3 separate regions of the Gossypium hirsutum genome follow, and regions 1 and 2 are each linked to region 3. The links are chromatin contacts, called in public Hi-C maps. All regions are on one chromosome and are shown on one strand. The core of a region is the stretch at or near the end of the contact, and the rest is flanking DNA. Distances in the headings are between cores, read along the strand shown. Region 1 has its middle 45 kb from the start of LOC107909094. Region 2 holds the start of LOC107909094. Region 3 holds the start of LOC107917491 (transcription factor IBH1-like 1).

The links. Hi-C and Micro-C count contacts between places; a contact is called where the count stands out from the background.
Region 1: a Hi-C map of leaf shows a contact between it and region 3, with 1.9 times the contacts expected there. The contact joins the enhancer-like site here to the promoter of LOC107917491 in region 3. A contact is called at or near these places in 2 of 34 Hi-C or Micro-C datasets (leaf and petal).
Region 2: a Hi-C map of leaf shows a contact between it and region 3, with 2.8 times the contacts expected there. The contact joins the promoter of LOC107909094 here to the promoter of LOC107917491 in region 3. A contact is called at or near these places in 3 of 34 Hi-C or Micro-C datasets (callus and leaf).

The regions. Positions count from the first base shown.
Region 1 is chrD08:22,650,323-22,653,022 of Gossypium_hirsutum_v2.1, reverse strand. No RefSeq gene overlaps it. Among protein-coding and RNA genes, the nearest start is that of LOC107909094, 45 kb to the left of the region's middle. Within about 2 kb of position 1,397, at least 2 of the 9 cell types and tissues checked have an H3K27ac peak or open chromatin away from gene starts, as enhancers often do.
Region 2 is chrD08:22,695,332-22,698,031 of Gossypium_hirsutum_v2.1, reverse strand. It overlaps LOC107909094, which reads left to right and starts at 1,335. Exons shown (of 6, transcript XM_016836585.2): 1 at 1,335-1,605; 2 at 1,686-2,015. The coding sequence starts at 1,970. It overlaps LOC107909086 (tetraspanin-8), which reads left to right. Exons shown (of 3, transcript XM_016836482.2): 3 at 425-907. The coding sequence ends at 733.
Region 3 is chrD08:21,813,615-21,816,314 of Gossypium_hirsutum_v2.1, reverse strand. LOC107917491 (transcription factor IBH1-like 1) reads left to right here and starts at 1,312. Exons shown (of 2, transcript XM_016846840.2): 1 at 1,312-1,525; 2 at 1,916-2,700. The coding sequence starts at 1,917. The coding sequence ends at 2,483.

The sequences.
Region 1 (2,700 bases), core at 148-2,647, 840 kb before region 3:
CTGTTCAAAAAAAAAAAGTGGATCTTATTGAGTCCTTAATGACCAAAAAAACCAATCAATTAGGCTCTTATATTAATAGAAACCACTAATTAATCGATTTTTAATCGATTTGACCTTTAACGACATTGACTAGACTGGTGATGGCCACCAGGAGATGACATGAGATATGCCATGTGGAAAGATATTGGCATGACATCCCACATCAGCAAAAAGTTTATAAAAATTAATTTTTGAAAAAAATTATAAAACTTACATCTAAAATGAACCTAGACAAATGTTGTCCCTGTTCATTGGAATCTAGAAAACCATTAGTCCACTTTCATTCTAGATGAGTTCAAAATTATAAAAAATAAAAATCATTAAAATATTAATAAATTGTTTTAAAATTATAAAAAATGAAAATTATTAATAATTTATAAAATTATAAAATTAATAAAAATTCACCTTTGGAATGAACTTGGACAAATGTTTGTCCATATTCATATGAATCTGAACAACTATTTATTTAGATTCATTTTAAATAAATGGAAAGCTATAAAATTTTAAAAATTATAAAAAACATCAATAATTTTAAAAAATATATAAAAATGATATAAATTATAAACTCATTTCACTATTAATTATAGTAAAACCTAAATTATATTTTTATGTCAATATCAATATTATCAACTTGCATGTTTGAAATTCGAACTACTTAAAAATATTTTTTATTTTTTAAATTTTGTGTCATATTTTAATTTTTTATGTCAATATTTTTATTTTTTTTAAAATTTATCATATTTCAATTATTTATATTTTTAAATAATTATTAATAATTTCTATTTTTTATACTTTTACAATCATCTAGAATAAATAGAGACAAATGGTTGTCTAGATTTAAATCAACCTTTATTTCATATGTAATTTTTATATTTTTTTAAAAATTATTTTTTAGTTTTTTGTTGCCATATCAATATCCTTCTACATAGCATGCCATATGTCATTTCCTGGTGAATACTGTCAACAATGTCTGCACCATTAATGATCAAATTGGTTAACTCGATTTTCGTTAATGAAAAGATTTAGTTGATTTTTTTTATCATTAATCACTTAATAAAATGCATTTTTAAGGGTTAATTGATTTTTCAAATTTTTAAAAAGATTTTTGACGCTTAAGCCTCTGTTTTGTTATATTCAAAATATAGAAAGTAAGTTGTAATAATTCTTTTATCCCTTCCTAATGCAAAAAGAGTTGTTTTTGAGTTTTTATTTAAAAATATGTATAAATTTATACATTTAACAAAATCATTTTAATTTAACGTAATGTTTGGTGCTTTTTCAATTTATAATTTTAATAAAAGGTGATTATTTGGAATGTGACTGTCGAAAATGCAATTGTCGGGAAAGTTACTTTACAATATTTGATATACACTGAAATGTATAGATTAAAATACCAGGAAAGCTAAATTATCATATTTGATTCAGTAATTACTTTTTTAGGATGTAGCGACAATTTATGACTTTACCTTTATTAAATAAAAAGTAATATTCATGTATTTAATTTTTATAATAAACTTGAATATTCATATATACTATAAAAAATTGAAATTTCAAGTAATATGGCAAAAACAAAAGAGAAAAATAATAGAAAATAAATATAATATGTAAATGATTGAGAAAATCAAGTAGTAAAAATGAGACAATAATTTTTTTATTTTTATTAATAAAATAATAGCCTAAACCAATATAAAATAGTGTTAATTTTGTCATAACCTTCCACTTTACATGAGAAATTAACTTTTTTACATATTATCATGGGGCACACATTGTAATATTAATGGGAAAGGAGAAGCTAAATTTCAAAAAAAAAAAATAAATAAAATTTGACATACCAAATATTAAATTACTTTTCAACTTATTAAATTCAATCATTACAAACACTAGTTAAGTACATGAATTATTCTAATTCTAAGCTGTAAAGTGCAAACCAAAAGTTAGGCGAAGCTGCAAAGCTGATAAGTAAAGATGAGACATTGATTTGGATATGAATGTGTCTAATTTAGATCCTAATCTAGAACAAGGAACCAATATGACTCGATTTCGGACAATTGAACTTAACCTAGAATTGTGAAGTTTTGACTTGGATTGCTGTATGTCGAAATTAAATGTATGTACGATGCACATATAATTGCCAAAATTATTAGAACAAATTGCCTTGCATTAATGCATGTTACGACAAAGATCCTAATTCAACATTCATTTGCCATACTTGGCAAGAATGGAATGTGGGATCTACAAATGCTTTGAAAGGAAAAGCTAAAGTGGACACAAATTGCCATAGTCGACATGATATCTAGCCACCATCATATGATGGAAAGTGGCCTGATTTTGCGTATGGCTAGAATTTATGAAAGGCTCAAGACTTGTGAGAAACCATAGGCGGCTGTGTCAATAGGAGTTTCAGCCAAACTTCTTACCTTGAAATTTAAGAAGCAAGCAGGTCGACTTGGTGAGTGGTCCAACCTAGCGAAAGCAAGTCGGTGAAAGGCAAGAACAGCTGCAATTCATGAAAACCATAACCACTCTGGCCTTTGGGCTTTGACTATGGCCATTAATGTTAACCACCATTTAATTTTGTGAGTTTGTTCAGACCCAGTTGGCTTTCCCGTAACTTATACAGAAAATTTAATTTGACATTTTAATAACAAATTTATCTTGTTA
Region 2 (2,700 bases), core at 86-2,585, 880 kb before region 3:
ATTTCTCGTCTTGATTTGATCCATAGCAATTGGTTTGTTTCGAGGATCTAATTTCCGATTCTGTAATTTTTCAAAATCTTTCCTTTTCTTGAAAATTTGAATTTGAACCAGAGACCGATTTGAATAATTTTGGTCATTTATTTTTGAAATTTGTGCAAGGATTTCAAATTTGTTTTATTTCAGTTTAGTCAAAGAAAGTTAATTAAAATACAATAAAGTTACTATTTAATTATGAAATATTTGAAGCATTACGCATAAAGCTGTCTGGTATCAATACTTTTTCTTTTCTTTTTTAAACCCTTGTATTTAGTTCAAACTTTTGGATGAAAAAAAGGCTCCTAACTTTTCTTATGAAAATTTAAATATAATTCTGTCATGGAGGGTGTTTTGGTTCTAAGCCTTCTGTTTTTATGTATAATTGCAGTCTGGTTGCTGTAAGCCATCAAACGACTGCCAATTCATGTATGTTGGACCGACAAACTGGACTAGAGGGAGTGCGGAATCCAACAATCCCGACTGCAATTTATGGAATAACAACTTGAATACTCTATGCTTCGACTGCCAGTCATGCAAGGCTGGATTCATAGACAACCTCAGGAGTTCTTGGAAGAAGGTGGCGATTGTCAACATTGTGTTCCTCATCTTCCTCATTATTGTCTACTCTGTTGGCTGCTGCGCTTTCAGGAACAATAGGAGAGACAATTATTATCAGCAGCAGACCTGGAAACCTTGAGCTAATCTTTGTTCTTAGTTTCCGATTTTGGATATGGGCTGGGCTGCTGTATTTGCTTCCTATTGTTTTCTGCATTGTGTTTTAGTGTCTATGCTTTACATATTGGATCTTTTATTGTATAGCCGTTTTTCTCCTCCACATTTTGGATATTATATATTTGATCGTTTATATGCTTATTCATTTCTATTAACTATTTGCTCCTAAATTAATGTTGAAATTTACTCTCTAGTTAATGTTGAAATATCCTGTGGCATTAAGTGAAGTGTTGGGCAAGAAGAGCTAGGTGGGTGAGTGGGTGACCTAAATAAGAACCGAAATAGAATTAGTGCGGGTTCAAGTGTTTTTTTTTCTAAACGGGTTTAAATATTAGGTTAAGGAGGAATAGAATAGTTAAAATTTTTGTTAAATGCATGAATTATATTGTATTAAATATTACTATTTTTTACTCTCAATATTGTATTAAATTTCAACTTGAATTGATCATGTAACGATATTGAATTTTTATCATTCCAATATATATGTTGGGCACAAAAACATATGTTTTTTTTTTGTATATAACAGAGGAAGGCTTTACACAAGATTTTTTTTTTAATAAAATGAAGTTATAATTCTCATGCTCACCAACCAGCTTTTTATGTGCCTTCGTTGGCTCCGACCTAAAAATGGAGATAACTCCGACCTAAAAATCAAACCAAAATGTCAAAAGAAAAGCAACAAAAAATAGGGATTGAACTATCTTCCTCTCCATTTCGTTGGCTCTACCATTACATCAGTAAACACCAGAGGCGAACCGTTATTCTTTCTGTTGATCTCAGGTATGCTTTAGTTGACAACCCACTCCCTCTGTATCAGCCTGAGTTCATTGGAGTCCAGTAAGTCCTATTTCCTCTAGCCTCAGAAATCTCACTCTTTATCCTTCTCCTTCTAACTCGCTCCGATCTTGATTTGCTAGATCTTCCACTTTCTTTAGGGCTTCTTCTATCCAGTATTTGGGGATTTCATACCGCCTACCCTCCGTCGCCAAAGCATGTGCAACTTCATTAGCTTTAAGAGATACATATCAAAATTCTATCTTATCAAATATGCAAAACCTTTCTTTTATTTCCTTTACTAGATTACTAATATTCGATTTATCCTCCTCTACAACCTTTACTCTCTTGATGACAGTTAAGGCGTCCCTTTCCACAAAAACCTTTTTAAAACCCAATTCCTCTGTGAAGGTTACCACTTGCAGACATGCTTGTGCTTCTACCATGGTTGAGTTTAACACATGCTCATTCGGGTAAGTACATGCTGCCATAACTAATCCCTCACCGTTTCTTATTAAAATCCTGAGATTGATCTGTTTGACTATTACTGGCACGAAGCATCAAAGTTTGCTTTAATAGTATCATCTTCTGGTTACTCCCATTTAATAATTTTAGGGTTTTGTATTAGTACTGCTATATCTTCCAATTTCTCTATTTCTGAAATATAGGCACTGATAAAAGCTAATACTTCGTGCACCCGTTTCCTTACCCCCTCATGATATGCCTTGTTTGGATTGTACCTTAACGCCCAATAGCTGATAGCCATTCTTTTACACATAGAGTGATCTATTTATGAACTTTTATGCTAACCAACATTTCCAACTTTGCTCCCCATTTGTGGTTGAGAATACCACATCGATCCCCTATAGGATTTGTCGCGTGAACGAACATTCTCGAAACTAGTGCTCTACTGATTCCTCCTCAGTTTGGCAAACAGGACAAAGACTATCTACTGCAAGCCTTCTTACTTTGAATGTTTGTAATGTAGGCAAAAAGCCATTGGCAATTCTCCATATTGGAATTCTGGTTTTGCTTAGAATGTTTAAATTCCACATCATTGTATAGAAAACTTTTAGTAGCGTAGAATGTGTTGTAAGATTATCTTCCAGTAAATCCAAATCCTTTGTAAATAGTCACTTATACCCACTTTTATTCGTA
Region 3 (2,700 bases), core at 63-2,562:
ATTATTTTTAAATGTGTAGTTATCACAACTTCTATTAAGTTATAATTGTTTTAAAAGTACAATTATCAAAACTTCTATTTTATTTGAACTTTTTTTAATTATTAATCTTAAATTATATGCTATAATTATTTTTAATAATAAATTTAGTAATAAGATAAAAAATAATGAGTATTTTCGTCAATTCAAGTTTTTTTTGAACCTCATGTTTATATAAATATATATTATACTATATAACTTACAGATAATTAGCAAATGTAAATATGTTTGAAATTAAAAAGGAAAAATATAAATATGCATTTTATAAGTATCAGATGTCTACTATAGTTATCAACATCTGTATTAGATTTGTACAAGTAAATGCTTCTCAATGTCCAAAGTGATCTAGGGTTTATCATATTCCCCTCTCAAATGTTCTTATATTCTTTTACACGAATTGGAACTTATATCTCAATGAATTTTTGTTGTCATTCACCCATTCTACTAAAACTATACCACGTAGGTCAGATTATCTGCCGAAAACTAATGGCACAGACGCCCTGTGATCCACGATACATTTCCCGGGTACGCTTTATTTATTTATCTATTTTGAGGGTAGGGTACGCTTTAATTAATCGCCACAAAATAAATAAAAAGCCTCAAAAGTCATTTCAGTCTTGAATGTAACACTCAACTTTTCTTCTCATCTTTTTCAGTCTTAAACTTACACTACCATATTTTAGTTTCCGTTTTTAACTGTATCCAATCCACATGAATGATTTGGTTAGACAGCGATCAATCTCACTAAAGAATCAGACTCAAAAGCTACTTTGATAAGAAAAATTTCTTTTCTTCACTCAATTAATTGAGTTTTAAATTCACAATATTTTGCAATCCTATTTTAATTCTATTTTGAAACTTAGCCTTCATTATTCTAGTATATAAGTTATCAATAAGCATTATTGTATTTTATGTTACCAGGGAATTAACATGCCAACATTTTGCTATAGAATTCTTTTCAACATTTTGGGATAATTTTATCTTCGAGCTAAAATCTAATTTTCTCCTTAATTTCCTCACAAAGAAAAACCAGCTAGCTATAGTTGTCCATGAAATGACGAGTGCATATTAGGATTTTTTGTTTGTATTCATAGCAAGTTAAAAATGTTAGGTTTGCATTACAGTAATGTGATGAACCTTTTTTTATTTAATATTGTATGCTTTACAAGTCTAATAAAAGTAGAAGTAGTTTATTTTAATGTATCGTTTAGGGTTTGTGCGGTGGGCCATGTATGCCATGTGCTTGCATGTGCTGTGTCTTTCTCTTATAGTCCCACCACTGCTTTTCACTTGAGCAAATAAATGGGGTTCCTACACATTTCTCTCTCATTTCTCCTCCCTCTCTCTCTGAACCTCTTTCTTCGATTCTGATACACTTTCTTGGATCTGTTGAACTGCTTTCCCTCTCTGCAACTTCGTTTCCGCTTCTTCTCTCTAGATTAAATTTTTTGCTATTTTCTCTTTCTATACAAGAACAAGTTTTAGCAAGGTACGTACTGGCTTTGGTTTAATATTATTTTATATTTAGTACTTTAACCTTGAGCATATCTATCCAGCAGCTAAACTAAGCTTAAGCAATGCTGTGTACTGTATAGTCACAATCTTGATCTCTTGGTTTACGCTTCTGTCCGCACCAATGTTTTCTTCTTTGAAACCCTAGCTAGCTACTTCTCTTGCCTCCTGTATTTTGCTTTATCTTTAAACTTAAATCTTCGATTCATGACATATTCTTTTCCCATTTTACTTCAATATAAGAATTAGGTGAAACTGAGAAATGTGACTATTCGGGTGATAGTTATCGTTTGAAAGGACCGTAGTATATAATATAACAAATGTACTGATACCACATTGGAACTCATAATTCCCTTCCTTTGTGCAGGATGCGTTCTCCTTTTTCACTGAAGCAGGAATTTCTCAAGAAATGGATACTGGGTCTCCAAAGATGTCGTTCCTCAAAGAAGAATATGAGCATCTTCGAGAGAAAAAAGGTTATTAAGTTGTCAGCAGATGTAGCCATGGCTTCTGCAAGAAAGGGCACAACTTGTTGGAGTCGAGCTCTCATTGCCGATGCCGTTAAAGAAGGCAATGCTGACAAACATCTAGCTGAGAAAATATTGGGTCCGGCGTCAGAGAGGCAACCGACGAAGAAGGTTCCAGTAGGAGCAATGGCATACAACAAGAGGATCAGAAGCAAGAAGATCCTGAAAAGGAGTAGCGTAATCCGAAGAACAATAAAATGTGCACCTCAAGCGGCTCGACCGAGCTCTATTGTGAAAACGTTGGTTGGGAAAAGAAGACAAATTTTGAGAAGTCTAATCCCTGGGGGAGAATTTATGAATGGCGTCTCTTTGATTGAGGAAACCCTAGATTATATCATATCACTCCGAGCTCAGGTTGATGTAATGCGAAGTCTTGCCAGTGCTTCAAAGCTAGTGAACCTTAATTAAGAGCATCAATGGTAAATTGCTCTTCAGTTAATTATTTAATATATCTTTATAATATCTTTATTTTTTTCTCTTGGGCCCAACGCTTAGCTAGCTAAATGAAAGGAAATGGGAAGCTGGAACAGTTGAGGCATGCCTGTACAGATGAACTATATATATGTAAGCCAATCAAGGCTTTCATTTCAATCTTCTACAAGACCTTGTTGACTTGCATTAAGTT